Regions from separate parts of the Sus scrofa genome. Here region 2 is linked to region 1. The links are chromatin contacts, called in public HiChIP or PLAC-seq maps. All regions are on one chromosome and are shown on one strand. Each heading gives the region's core, a stretch centred on a gene start, on an enhancer-like site or on the middle of the called end of the contact. The rest is flanking DNA. Distances are from core to core; before and after follow the strand shown.

The links. HiChIP or PLAC-seq counts read pairs in DNA pulled down with a chosen protein or histone mark.
Region 2: an H3K27ac HiChIP or PLAC-seq map of skeletal muscle shows a contact between it and region 1, with 2.1 times the contacts expected there. The contact joins two enhancer-like sites. A contact is called at or near these places in 1 of 47 Hi-C or Micro-C datasets (embryonic fibroblasts) and 1 of 2 datasets of contacts at active chromatin or transcription factors (skeletal muscle).

The regions. Positions count from the first base shown.
Region 1 is chr10:53,349,101-53,356,303 of Sscrofa11.1, forward strand. No RefSeq gene overlaps it. Among named protein-coding and RNA genes, the nearest start is that of SKIDA1, 23 kb to the left of the region's middle. Within about 2 kb of position 2,636, at least 52 of the 83 cell types and tissues checked have an H3K27ac peak or open chromatin away from gene starts, as enhancers often do. A contact at or near this core is called in skeletal muscle, where this site is marked.
Region 2 is chr10:53,496,871-53,504,073 of Sscrofa11.1, forward strand. No RefSeq gene overlaps it. Among named protein-coding and RNA genes, the nearest start is that of NEBL, 100 kb to the right of the region's middle. Within about 2 kb of position 3,476, at least 21 of the 83 cell types and tissues checked have an H3K27ac peak or open chromatin away from gene starts, as enhancers often do. A contact at or near this core is called in skeletal muscle, where this site is marked.

The DNA.
Region 1 (7,203 bases), core at 1,386-3,885:
CCTCAATGGAACTCCTCGCAGGAGCCGGGGTCCGCACTGGGAGCTTTCAGGGAACACGGGATGAAGGCTCATAGACTCCACGTGAAGTTGATCATTAATTTGGGCAGCTCTGAGCCAGTAACAAACTTAACGCGTCTGGCTTTGGGAATGTCCCGGAGCTGCGACCCAGGCGTGGATGACCCAGGACTGCGGATGGGAAATTCGAGTCTCGGAGGCTCCCGGACGTGTCTGAGGGGTTGGGCAGCGCCCCCCCCCCCCAGGGGCAAAGGTTGGCTCTTCCTCGTCCCCAAATAAATTCTTGGTTAACTAGTGTAGACTAAACACATTAGTGTTATTAAATGGGGTAAAACAGACGGGGTTGAAAGCGGGGGCATGCCAACTGGACCCACACCCGGTCATACTTCTCTTCCGGTGACAAGTCAGGGTGCTTCCAACACGAAAATAGAAATGTAACATTCAACTGGACGAATTAATTTTTGACGGATTTACGGTATGATTTTCTTTCAAGCGGTATTCATTGGTTCTTTCCATCCATAGTGTGGTCCAAAGACAGAAATATAAACAAGCACTTTCTGCTTTGCGGAAACCCCTTAACAGTATCTCCCAAAGAAAGATCAAGACACTTTGTGAATTCTCCCCAGATAATGCCTCATATTCCGAATGACTGATCAGAGAACTCTGGTATTGTTAAATAAAATGAGAGGAAGGCGAGTGACGTGGGAGTCGAACAATGGCATTTCTGAATCAGTTTGCTTGATTGACGTTTGGGAGCTTCATGACCCCAGGGAATAGGACTCATTACGGTGAATACACCAAAACATCAACCAAGATTAGAACTCTAGATCCTGTTTTAATCCCATTTCAGTCTAAATTATAGTGGGAAATTATAAAATCCAAGAGGAGAGAATTATTCCATCATATATTGACCTAAAGTTTTAATTGCTCCAAGGGGGGGAATAAAAGTGGAAAGCCAATATTCTTTCCATCACTTTAGGACTCGCACTGACAATTAAGTAAAGGGTAAGAATTTGGAAGGGTAGGTACTAAGAATATTTATGTGGTATAAAACAGTTTATATTTATTTGGGGAGACAGGCTGGAGAAATGTATAGGGAGCTTTTGTGCGTGTGTAAGAGAAAATATATAATCCTCCTCTACTGGATAAAAAGTGAGGATCATCAGTGAATTGATGCTAAGAAATGATTAAATGCCTTAAAGCTGGGGTCTAAATTTCCATTATTATTTAGAAGACTTCTCTGTTTCTCAGGAGGGGATTTTTTTTTTTAATGTCAAAATTGTTAAATGTGAATTTAATCCAGGAAATCGGTGAGAGCTGATGTTCAAGTTGGAAAAACAGAATGTGTTTGAGCAAAATCTCTTCTCAACCACAGAAAAGTGTGAAATAGAGTGGGCCCTGTGTTAGGTGGGAGTATAGTCCATTGCAACTTCACATTACAAAAAATGTTGATTCTTCAATGGACCTTATCCTCAAATCTCAAAAACTTGAAAGATTGGAAGTCTTAAGTATTATATATTAAATTTAACTGATAGAATACAGAAAGACAAAACTGTGGTTAAAGATGTTATTATGCTGTATTCTAATTTTCAGCATCTAATTACAGCAAAGGGAAATGTAACAGGAGTACATAAAAGTAGACCAAATATGTTATAAATTATGGAATAGAAAGGATTGTTGCACAATACAGGTTCACAATCTTATATTTTGAGGGGCAGATTTTAAAGAGAAGCCTCTCTGTTGCATGGGAACTGGGAATCATGAGAATTATTTATGCAAGGAACAAAAATTAATTATTAGGAATTCAGTAATCACCAAATAAACTCTGAGCTTTGAGGTTAAAAATAGAAGACTATCTTCATGTTCAATTATACAGTATCAATTACTAATACAACTGATGTTTCAGCATCTCCATGAGACCAGATACCATCTTCTATGGAGATATCTTGGTATTAATTAATGACTGCTTTATTCTCATTATTCACAAGGAAAAATAGGGGTCGTGTCACATTAAAATTAAGATTATCTTAGTTTATCTGGGCTCTTAAACAAAGATCATTCAAAGTAATTATATTTTGAATTAACAAAGGTAGGCAATTTATCTCGGGTTTTTTTTTTTTTTTGGTTCAAAGACAAAAAATAAAGATAAAAAATCAGCAAAATTTCATTTTGAAGATAGAAAGAACCAAACAAACATGTCTTGACTTTTGCAATATTTCCCTTGCTAAAGGGGGAATGAGGGAACTATAAAAGACGTGACTTTGCAAAGTCAAGTCCTTTTTAAAAGACTCAGATCGAAATTCTTGCTATGCAACAAGGATTCAGGTTTGATTAATTTTCTGCAAGCGACGTGACAGCGGTGTTTTAAAAGATTAATTAAAATTGAAGTGATACGGAGCAGGAATTCAACCTGCAGAGGCGTCCCAGGCGCCTTGGGGGGGCTTTGCAAGCGAGTCCCAAGCCCAAACTATGGGCTTTCCCGAGCCTGGGACGCAGCTCCCTGTCTCCTGGAGAGGAACGCGGAATTTGGCAAGGCGCCCGCCTGGCCGCCTGGCATCCCGAGCTGGCCGCCAGCTCTCGGGGGTGGAGACGGGGTGTGTCCCGGGGAACCCGCTGCCTTGAGAACTGCTGGCGCAGCTTTCGATCAGCCAGTGAGGTCCAGGGCCACTCCGAGAGGCCTGAGGAGACTCCAGGCAGCCTCGAGCTGACGGCCCCAGGCTGCGTCCAATTTCCGGGGGGAGGGGACACCGATTTTGTACCTGGGCTCACGTGGAGCCCCCTCCAGGGTCGTGAGCGTGGGAGGCGCGTGGATAGCGCTCTGCGAAGACGCATCCCCAGAGCTGAGGACGTGGAGGGCTCGGTCGTTGGGCTGCGGCTGCCGGGCCAGGGAACCGGCCTGCTGGGCTGTCCTGCCTCTTGGGCTCGGACTCGGGATTCCGGGAGGCCCTTCGCTGCTCTGCCGCCCAGCCACGTCCCCCTACCTTTTCGCTCACTTTCCCGCCCGGCTTCTCCCCTCCCCCCGCATCCCTGTGCCCTCGCTCCCCTCCGCGACGCTTCGCCCGAGTAAGGAATCAGCGGCGTGCAATTGTAACTACTCAAGGAGACACAATCGCGGGAGCTCTCGGGGTCGCGCGCGGCGGAGAGGCGATGCGGGTGGCGCCCCAGAGGGTGGGTGGGGGAAGCAGGGGGCGTTTGTTTGCAATTCGCCTCCCCTCGGCGCGAAGTACGGTGTCCCCTTCTCTCCACCTGGGGGCAGGGGTCCGGACCGTGAGGCCGAGCCGCGCGGGGCCCTCTCTTGGCTGCGTCGGCGGGATAGGTTCTGTGCCCGTGGGTCCCCGGCTGCGCGGTGGGGGCGCCGCCGGGCGGCCTCCCGGCTGGGTCAAGCCTCCGCCCAGCGGCGACGCGGGGAAACCCCTGCCCCTGCGGCGGGTCCTAGGGGACACATCCTGAAAGGATCCCTGGGGGTTCTCCGCGCTGCGGAGGCGACACGGTTTCTCCCACCCCTCCCGTCTGCCTCTCCCACCCTCGTCCCGGAGACCTCGGAGTGGCGAGAAGTGGGAGGGGAGGCGGGTAAACAGAAGGCGAAGGCCTGGGAGCCGGAGCTGGGGGAATCAGGGTCGGAAAGGAGGCACTGAGACGCGGAGAAGAGGCTGTGGGGCCAGGCGGGCTCGGCTTAAGAGGGCGGGGTGGGGGGCGAGGCGAGAGTCCCTTCCCTTCCCATCCGAGTGGCGCAAGGGCCCCTCTTCCCCGGGGAACCCCCACCCAGCAGCTTCCAACCTCGAGAACAAAGGGTCTGGGAAGCACGGTCGGGGTCGGGGAGCAGAGGTGGAGGGAGGCAGGAAGGCAGGCGGTGGGGGCAGGGGAGGGTGCCTCGCCACATTTCCTCTCGCGGCCGAATGACGGAAAGCTCCCTACAGCAAACGCCTCACCGAGGCCGCTTCAAAATCCGGAGGGCTCGGGTTCCTTACCTAACGGCTGCACTCGCTCCCTTCCTCCCCCAGCGTCCCCACCCCCTCCGGGGACTGCGGCCCGGGAGCTGCAAGGCCGGCGGCGCACCGCGACGCGGACGGAACAGCGGGGCAGCAGCGCCTCCTGCAGGTGCCGTGCGCCTCCGCAGCCGCCGCGCCGCACCGGCTCTTAAGGTGGAACCGGCCTCGTTTCCCACCCGCGCGTTCGGCTCTTCCGCAGCAGTGCTTCCACCCGCCGCAAGCCTCGCGCGAGAAGCTGGCCTGGCCACCCCGAACTGTCGGAGTCTGCTGGTTCCTGCTACTCTTTCCCTGATCCCTTGGTCTCACTACCTGCAGGTCTTCGTCCGTGGATGCCCCGGTATCGATTTCGACAACCACAATTGATAACTCCCTGCTGGTATAAAAGGATGCGTAAGTCACGCGTCCGGGCGTAAAGACCAAAACAGCGTTTCTTTAACTGAAGAGCAAACTTTTATTTTCGTTTATTAAAAGCAGAAGGCCAGCGGGAAAGGGTCGCCAAGGGTTGTTGACTTGTCCATGGGTCTTTCTACTCCAAATGTTCAGGATGAGACTGGCCGGTACGGGAATAGCATTTGACGCCCACAACTTGCAGACTCTTGGGAAGGTGCGGGTGCAAGGGGACGGAAAGGCGCTGGGGCCCCGTAGGAAACCCCTCCTTCTTTATCTCCAGGTTCAGCTTACTCTGGCTCCGATGCTTTGTTTATTTGGTGAAAGCAAGGAACCTGTAGAGTATCGAAGAGCAGATTTTCTTTCTTTTTTTTTAACTAAACGTGCCTGTGCGTGTAAACTCATCGTTTCTCGGGTATAAGTAACCTCAGCGAACTCGAGATTCTTGGGGAAAACCTACGAGCCCCGAGCGGGGCACAAACAAGCCAACTCTGGTTCCGGTGCCATCTGCAATAAATTCCTTTCCTCCGCTCTTCCTTCCATGCCCTGGAGAGGGTCCCCCCTGGGGTTGTCCCAGGATTCCTGCACACCCAGGATCCGGAGTCTCCAAGTTGGGTCCCAGAGCCGGTAGGGCGGGGGTGGGGGGGAGGGGAGGCAGCGAAGGCCGCGGGAGGGAAGTTTATGGGCACAGTGGGAACCTGCCAGTGCCCCCGCGCGCAGCCTAGGCCCCGCCCTGCTGGGTTCCGCCCCAGAGAAGCCGAGCCCTGGGTCGGGCCACAGCGGGAGATGCTCGCTCCGGCAGGTGCCTCGGGGTCACACCTACCCTGGGGGTTGCAAACCGCAAGCGAAAGTCGAGAAGGGCTAGAGCTTTCTCTCTAATCCGTTTTACACAGTGAAAACCGCAAAGCTGTCGCCTAGCCGGCCACTTTTTAATTGGGAGGCAAACAGACGAAAAGCCAAACAAACGCTCTGGAGCTGACTCTCTTTCTTGGTGTTTTTCCTTCTCAACGAGAAGCCCGCTCTCTGGTGAAGAGGGAAACGGATCTGCATGTTCGCTCCTTTTGGGGTCTGGACTGGCGGCGTCCCCAGCGCGTGGGGCGGCCTGGACTGAGCCCGCTCACCACCCTCTTCCCGCGACTCGTGGGTTTTCACGCGCACCCCGTCTCTTCACGGGTCACACCGAGGCCACACGCACCGTGCAAGCTCCATCCCGCGCTTTTTCGCTCGGGCTCAAGGGTCGGTGCTTGGGTATTGGGAGCTCTGAGTGCTTTGAATTGTTCCCAGACTCAGGTTCCCGCGCAGCCAGGGGCGGGAGGGGTATGGGTTTGGGCCGCCAGGCAGGGAGCTCGGAGATCCCCCCAAGCCGACCACAAGAAGCACTTGCAGACGCTCAGTTGTCCTTGGGGACACACTGCGCGGCACTGGAGCAAACTCTCAGCCTACCGCTAGTTGTGTGTGTGTGTGTGTACGCGCGCGCGCGCTCAGTCCCTAGGGAAACCCTCTAGAGAAAAGGAAGAGCAGAAGGGGGTGGGTAGGGTGGGGGTTCAGGTGGGCCGAGTCCCAGGAGAGTGGGTGTCCCCTTACCACGTTGATGTGTTAAGAAGGATCCTACGTGGAAAATACTGTTTAGTCAAACTTGTGGTCGTGGATGTACAAGGAGGGAAAGAAGGCAAAAGAAAGGAGACAGATCTTACTAAAAAAAAACAGTAACAAGAGTTTCCCTCGTGGCTCAGTGGTTAACGAATCCGACTAGGAACCATGAAGTTATGGGTTCCATCCCTGGCCTTGCTCAGTGGGTTAAGGATCCGGCGTTGCCGTGAGCTGCGGTGTGGGCTGCAGATGCAGCTGGGATCCCGCGTTGCTGTGGCTGTGGTGTAGGCCGGCGGCTATAGCTCCAATTAGACCCCTAGCCTGGGAACCTCCATATGCCGCAGGAGCGGCCCAAGAAACGGCAAAAAGACAAAACAAAAACAAACAAACAAAAAACAGTAACAGCAACAAAAAACTGGGGAAAACGGAGTGGTCAGATTTTGGAGAGGGACGGGGGTAAGGATGGAGGCTTTCTTTTTTTTGTTCCTTACAAGCCTGAGCACTTTCTTTCTAAATCAAAATACAGAGAGGCCATCCTTCTTGGAGCCTGGTTAGGTAACTGAGAGATAGTGCTCATTAGTTCATTTTTAAAGCATTTGCTGAGTTGAGCAAAATTTTTAGAAGGTTCTTTCTCACCAGCCTCTGCTTGAGCTCAGCTCATCTTGATTTAAAGCAGATTTGAGATAAAAATTTCAGAAGAGAAAATGTGTGTACATATATGCACATGCGACAGAGTTTATATTCCCTCTAGTCTATATCTAAGACAAGCAATTCTACAGTAAATTATAGATGATGGCTGATTTTTTTTTTTCCTCTAGTATTATACTGTCACCAGAGAGAAGCTCCTGGCTATCTTTCTCTCCACTCCCCATTAATAAGTCTAAGATAAATCTCATACCATTGTGGCTCTTTCCGGCTTGCTTTCCCACACATGAACACACACACAGAATATACATTATGTGCAGACTTTTCCCTAATCACTCTGTAATGTATCATTTATAAATCCATGTTTATTCAAGTTTCCATTGAAATTTGGAACATGTTGAGTACCTAACTTTTGTTCTTCGTGGTGTGTGCATTTGATCAAGGATCTTCCATAAACCAATAAAATGATTATCTTTACTTCGAATTTGTTTCTTTGTGATTAAATGGAAAATAGCTTAATGAACAGTTTAAATGGTTTTTTATATCAAATAATCAACAAATAATAAAAAACAAACTT
Region 2 (7,203 bases), core at 2,226-4,725, 150 kb after region 1:
AGTAATATTCCATTGTATATATGTACCACATCTTCTTTATCCATTCATCTGTGGATGGACACTGAGGTTGCTTCCATGTCTTGGCTATTATAAATAGTGCTGCAATGAACATTGGGGTGCATGTATCTTTTCAAATTAGAGTTTGAAAAAAATTTTATCTTTTCTGGCTGTATGCTCAAAATGAGATTGCTGTATCATATGGCAGCTCTATTTTTAGTTTTTTAAGTAACCTTCATACTGTTTTTCATAGTGGTTGCACCAGTTTTTATTTCCAACAGTGCAGGAGGGCTCCCTTTTCTCCAGCACCTCTCTAGCATATGTTATTTATAGACTTTTCGATGATAGCGAAACAAGGAGCAAGACCCTGTGGGGCTCTCCTGGGTACAAATCCTTTTCGTGTCTCCCACTTCCTGTTTGAAGGAAGTAGGCTTCATTCCAAACGCTTTGACTTGCCCTGAGTTCCAAAGGGCAGATTCAGGTAGTTGCTAATCAGGGAAGAGAGGGAATGTGGAAACTAAGGAAAAGCAGTCAAGAAATAATTGTGCAGCCTTGGGGCAAGGTCCTGGTACCTTCTCAAGGAATCTAGATAACAATATCTTCGAGTTCTTCTGCAGGAACTGAGGCCCCCACCCAGGTGGAGGATGCTGACTTTTGGGTGGCAAGCAGCTGAACTTGAGTTCTGCTAACAATAGCCATTCTGACCCGGGTGCATGGTTTTTTTTTTTTTTTCCCTTCTGTTTTTTGTTTTGTTTTGTCTTTTAGAGCCACACCAATGGCATATGGAGGTTCCCAGGCTAGGGGTTGAATCAGAGCTGCTGCTGCCCGCCTACGCCACAGACACAGCAACTCGGGATCCGAGCTGCACCTGCGACCTACACCACAACTCAGGGTAATGCTGAATCCTTAACCCACTGAGCAAGGCCAGGGATTGAACTAGTGTCCTCATGGATGCTAGTCAGATTTGTTTCTGCTGAGCCACCATGGGAACTCTGCAGGTGCATTTTTTTTTTTTTTTTTTGTCTTTTTACCATTTCTTGGGCCGCTCCTGCAGCACATGGACGTTCCCAGGCTAGGGGTCGAATCAGAACTGTAGCCACTGACCTACACCAGCCACAGCAACTTGGGATCTGAATCGAGTCTGCAGCCTACACCACAGCTCACGGCAACGCCGGATCATTAACCCACTGAGCAAGGCCAGGGATCGAACCTGCAACCTCATGGTTCCTAGTCAGATTCGTTAACCACTGAGGAACTCCCAGCAGGTGCATGTTTTTATGAACAGTATTTTTGACCCATTATTTCCCAGTAATTAGTCTTTAATCCACACATGGGTGGGTTATTCATCTATGTGCTTATTGCTGAAGCGAATGATTATATAATCCCCCTAACAGCTCCTCCTTCAGGAACACATCAGTAGCCAGATGCTACCAAAATTTGTCTTCTCTGAATAATTTATCTTTGAATAACTTATAAAACACTAGCAAGTTAGAGAATTTCTAGGTTACCTTGAAGGCATATATTGCATTGTTTTGAAAGTGAAATCTCGGGTTTCTTGCCTTTCAATTCTTTTTTTTTTTTTTTTTTTTTTGCTTTTTTTGCTTTTTAGGGCTGCACCCTCGGTACGTGGTTCCCAGGCAGGAGTCGAATTGGAGCTACAGCTGTTGGCCTTCGCTCCAGCCACAGCAAGGGAAGATCTGAGCCGCATCTGTGACTACACCACAGCTCAGGGCAACACCAGATCCCTGACCCATTGAGCGAGGCCAGGGATCAAACCAGCATCTTCATGGATACTAGGCAGAATTGTTTTCCGCTGGGCCACAAAGGGAACTCTGCCTTTCAATTCTTTATCACAGTTCTTTTCTACTGGTGATTAATTGGGAGAGGGTGGAGGTAGGGCGGGATTTAAGACCTTTTGCTTTGCCTCAGAGGGATTTGGTTAGGAGCCACTGCTTTAAACTGAGACGCTCAGGAATCGACTCTTTGAATATACATTTATCATGAATGATTTTCCTATAAATCAGTGAATCTCAAGCCTTTCTGCACATCAGCCTCTCCTGGGAGGTGTGTTTAAAATATTGATGCAGAGCCCAACTTTGGGCCGACTGAACGGAAGTATCTGAAGGTGGAGGCCTGGTATTGTGTTTTTTAAAAGCATCCCAGGTAATTAAGAGGCTTAGTGAAGGATGAGAACTCTTATAAATGCACATTCTCTAACTCCTTAGGTCTGTAAACGAAGCAGTAACCACCATTATTATCAAGGAACAGAAATCTTGCAGAGGTGAAAACCTTTAAAGGGCATTTTTAAAAAAAGGCATTGTTTTGGGAGAACTCACTGGTTTAAGGGCAACTAATTGCACGGCAGTAATAGTAAATAAAAAAAAAGTGAGTCATTTATATATGAAACCCTCCAAGTGTGTGCTTTCCACTTAGAATTCATATCATCAGATGCTCCCATTAGAAATAAAATGAGATGAAGGGAACAGTAGGAAATGAAGCAGGCAGAGGATGCTCTCAGGAGATGGAGGTGACAGGGCCGTGACATTTCTGAGGGCAGGTGACTAGGGTCATGGAGAGCCAGCAAGAGGCAGTGGGTGGGGCTGTGGCAGGTGGGGGAGAAATGTGAACAAGGGAATTGGCAGCAGTGCAGAGCTGTGAGGCTCAGGGGCTAGGGTTCAGGGGCTGGAGAGGGGCCAAGAGAAGCCAGGAAGAAACTGGAATCAGAGGCAGGTGTCGCATGATGCCCGGGCCACAGAAAGAGATGGAGTCTCAGGTCCTCAGACTGGAGCTTAGGCACAGGGCTCCATCCCATGGAGTCGGCCAAGAGTCCACTGCAGGCGAATAAGCCCTGGCGAGGGCCTGAGCTAGCCGAGCATGAAACTGAGAAAGACAACCCCAGAGAGCTATAAAGGTCCCCTCGCCAGCAATGTGCTTGGGACCAGAGGCTGCAGGGGTGGTGAAAGGAGCAGAATCCTCTCAGTCCCACCAAGGGTTGTTTCCACCCAGGGGAACTGCTGCGTCCATCAGCATTCTCTTCCCACTCAGCTGTTTACGTGTCCAGCTTCCCACCGTGACCTTCAGCTCCCGAAATTAAGGAATGTGGCTACCCTTGTCTATGACAGAGAGGGTGCTAGAATTTCTTGGGAGTTCTCGTTGCGGCTTAGCGGGTTAAGAACCTGACACAGTGTCCCCGAAGATTTGGGTTCGACATCTGGCCTCTCTCGAGGGGTTAAGGATCTGGCGCTGCCGTGGCTATGGGGTAGGCCAGCAGCAGCAGCAGCTCCGATTTGACTCCTAGCCTGGGCACTTCACATGCTGCAAGTGCAGCCGAAAAAGAAAAAAAAAAAAACAAACAAACACAGGATTTCTTGAATAAACAAAATTTTGCACTTACCTTTCACCCCCTAACTCATAACAGAGGACAAATCACAGTTCTCAGCTGCTCAGTGGACATTCTTGTTGGGGGATGTTCACTCATGTGTGACCCAGAGGACAGGAAAGCCTCAGGGACGCTGACAGTGACTTGAGAGCCAGCTTCCCTCCTAAAGGGGAAAAAGAACTGTAGGTCAAGAAATGTAGGCCAGTCAGCCAGCAGGGCAGTGACTCAAATGGGGTTGGATGTCAGAATCACAGCAAAACACAGACTCTGGGACCTTACCTCTTCGATTCTGACGCAGTTGGTAGGTCTGAACCAGGGTGCAATGGGTCTGCTTTGAAAAGGCTTCCAGGTGGCCCTGGGCGCACACAGCTGGGTGGGGAGCGGGAGCTGCCACTAGTCGGCTGCTTTTACCCTGGTCTCACGCCGCACGCAGCCCGTTTCCTCTGACACCGGCTTTCTGGCAGCCAAGCTTGGGGTGATGACAGGGCTTCCCAAGGCCTCCGAATGCCACCCTCTTGCTTCTGCATCTCTTGAGGCCTTGCTCTGTGCTCACTCTCCTTGGACAGGGCCTTGTGAGTGCGAGCTCCTGGGCGGCCAGCGGGATCTGTCCTTGGCAGTGAAATCCCAACTCAACTGGATCTGCTCCAGCTGGAGGTTTCTTGGCATCAACTCAAGAATGCAGGCACGCTGGAGGAGGAGACTTTCTTCTCTGTATCTGAGGATGAATGCCCACTACCCAGCAGGGGAGGGGCTGGTGCAAGGGTCGGTGGGGGTGGGTCAGCTCCAGACCTAGAGTTGGGGAGGGAGTTAACCCATTAGTACCCATTAACATCTTAGCAGGGACTAATTCATCAGAAAAGGTATTTAGGAGTCCCTGTTGCGGCTCAGTAGGTTAGGAACCCAACATTGTCTCTGTGAGGCTGCAAATTCGATCCCTGGCCTCCATCCAGTGGGTTAAGGATCTGGCATTGCTGTGGCTATGGCCGGCAGTGGCAGCTCCAATTCAACCCCTGGCCCAGGAACTTCCATATGCTGCAGGTGTGGCCATAGAAAGAAAAAAAGAGGGAGTTCTCGTGGTGTAGTGGAAACGAATCCAACTAAGATCCATGATGATACAGGTTCAATTCCTGGACTCCCTCAGTGGGTCAGGGATCCAGTGTTGCTGTGAGCTGTGGTGTAGGTCACAGACATGGCTTGGATCCCGCATTGCTGTGGCTGTGGTGTAGGCCGGCAGCCGCAGCTTCCATTTAACTCCTAGCAAAAAAAAAAAAAAAAAAAAAAAAGAAAGAAAGAAAGAAAGAAAAGAAAAGAAAAGAAAAGAAAGAAAGAAAGAAAATAAGTCACTTATATCCAGGAGTGAGGAAATGAGATAGTGAGGGGAGGTCTTTAAGGATGCCCACAAGCCTGAGAAGGGCCGCATGCTGAGCTTTGCCTGGAATGGGGAGTGGGGATGGGCCCTTTCCTGCTCTGGCATGTTTGTTCAGTCATCAAATATCAGTCCTGATGCTCTCCCCCCTGTGCACCCCGTGGTGTTCTGAGCACTAGGGACACACACACAGTGAACAGGACAGAGAAGGCCTGGCTCTGATGGGACTCGCAGCCTGGTACTTGCAGCTGCAGCTTCCTGAGGACGGTGGTCCTGCAGGGCCAGACCATCAGATGCCGGCTGAGACTCAGAGACATGTCTCTTCCTTCCAGTTGTCTGTCCTCAGGCCCACTCTGGGCAGGAGCAGATGCCAGGTGCAGGCGATGTCACACTCCTGCACTGTGGGTGCAGCTGCTGGCTGCCTCCTGGAGCAGCCTTTCGTCCATGGAGAGGTGGGGAGTGTTCTGGGCACTGCAGCCCAGTGGGCATGGCTGGCCCTAGATGCCCATCAGATTCTGAGACACTGGCTCTGGGACACAGGAGCCAGCCTTCAGTGTTGGACCTAATGAAAAAGGCCAAAGGCTGGAGAGACCCCTAAGTGTCATAAGGAACTAAAAATAAATAAAATACCTAGGAATTTGTTGCCAAGTTTGAATAGAAAGGTAACGTCATACTCAAGATTCTGACTTTGGATTTAAAAAGCCTTGGGTTCAACTAGCAAGAATCTGTCTTTGGCTTTTGCTGTGCAGGAAATGAAACAGACTAACATTGAAGGTTTAAAGGGAGCGTACAGAGGGATGCCAGGGAACCTGGAAAGAGAGGAAAAGATTGGCCAATTAGTATATTTACATGGAAGGTAATTATCATATGAAAAATGGGGGATTCTTACCTGAGAAATTGACAGTTACTGAGAGCCCAGGTTTGGTTATTTGCAGTTTCTCCCTCCCTCTGCCATGGAAAATGATTTAGTTTCTCTTCCTTTTTCTCATTCCTTGCATGCCTTCTCTTTTTACCTCTCCTCTGATTCAATTCTGCAAATGTCAGAGTGCAAAAAACTATTATGCTGCTGGACAAAAGTGCCGGCTCTTTGTAACAGTCATAGGCTCCTGTGGTTGGTGAGGCAGGAGACCCTTGCTGTCCTCTGCCTGTTCATAGCAGCACACCTGACTTGCCCAGAAGGATGGGCTCCTTCGTTTTTGTTTGTCTGTTTGTTTTGCTTTTTAGGGCTGCATATGCGGCATATGGAGGTTCCCAGGCTAAGGGTTGAATCGGAGCTGCAGCTGCTGGCCTCCACCACAGCCTCAGCAATGCTGGATCGTTAACCCACTGAGCGAGGTCAGGGATGGAATCTGTGTCCTTGTGGTTACTAGTCAGGTCTGCCACCGCTGAGCCACATCAGGAGCTTCTCCTTCATTTTTTGAAGAACTCAGAGGAGGAAAGGCCCTGATCTCCCTTGATAACTTATCCCAAGCCTGGTGTCCTCATTGGCAGAGATTATTTTCTAGCTGAAGTCACTGCTGTGGAAGCTGAAGCTCATTTCCTTTTGTTCTGTCCTCACTGGAGACCGTGAGCAGCTGGTCTCCATCCTCTGAGGAATATCCCTTTAAACCTTGCGGGCCGTTGTGAAACCGCTCTAGGCTTTCTTTTCCTCAGACGAAGAATCATAGCCTCTTTCCTCCAGCCCTCATGGGTCCTATTTTCCAGCCCCTTTCACATCTTTGTTCTTTGAATGCTCTCAGATTTTTCTAAGGTCTTCCCCTTTGAAAGTTATTTGAAGGAAAACAGCAAAAGGGACTTTAGATGCACTTGGTACTGGCCGCCCCCTCCCGTCACCACCAGCCTTCTTGCTCCCACTGGTGACTGGCTTCTGGGGCCTAGACCCCCCCAGGCCAACCTATGCCTGAGGGCTGAGCAGCCACTCGGGAGGCCAGTGGGCTCATCCGCTGGACCACCGGCCAAGAACGTGAGCCTTAGCTCGGCACTGGGCTCACCTGAACTGAAAACAGTGCCTCGCATTTGTCAGGCTCTCAAGGACTTTCTGAATGAACCCCTGTCCCTCTACGGTCTTGCCTGGACTTCCCTTGGGTAGCACAGGCAATCTAAACCCTGACTGCTAATGTGAAAAATCCCTTTGGTCAAGAAAAGAAATTACATCAGAAAAGTCTCCTGGTTATGCTGAGCACAATGATGCCTTGGGCACCTGGCCTTGTTAGTGGGGGTGGCAGTGGGGTGCGGGATGGAAGTAACCGGAAAGTGCAGCTGGGGGACTCAGGTGCCCTAGGAGGGAGATTAAGGTCCAAGGCGGATGACTGGGGATGAATGAGGATAGGGGCCTGTAGGGTAGTTGGAGGAATAGTTGTTCAAACAGGTACTAAGGACTCTGCTCACCAGGCGATGGAGACAGTGGGCAAAGGCTTGGGAAGTGACAGGTGTAAATGGGGACTGGGTAGCTCAAGGGACT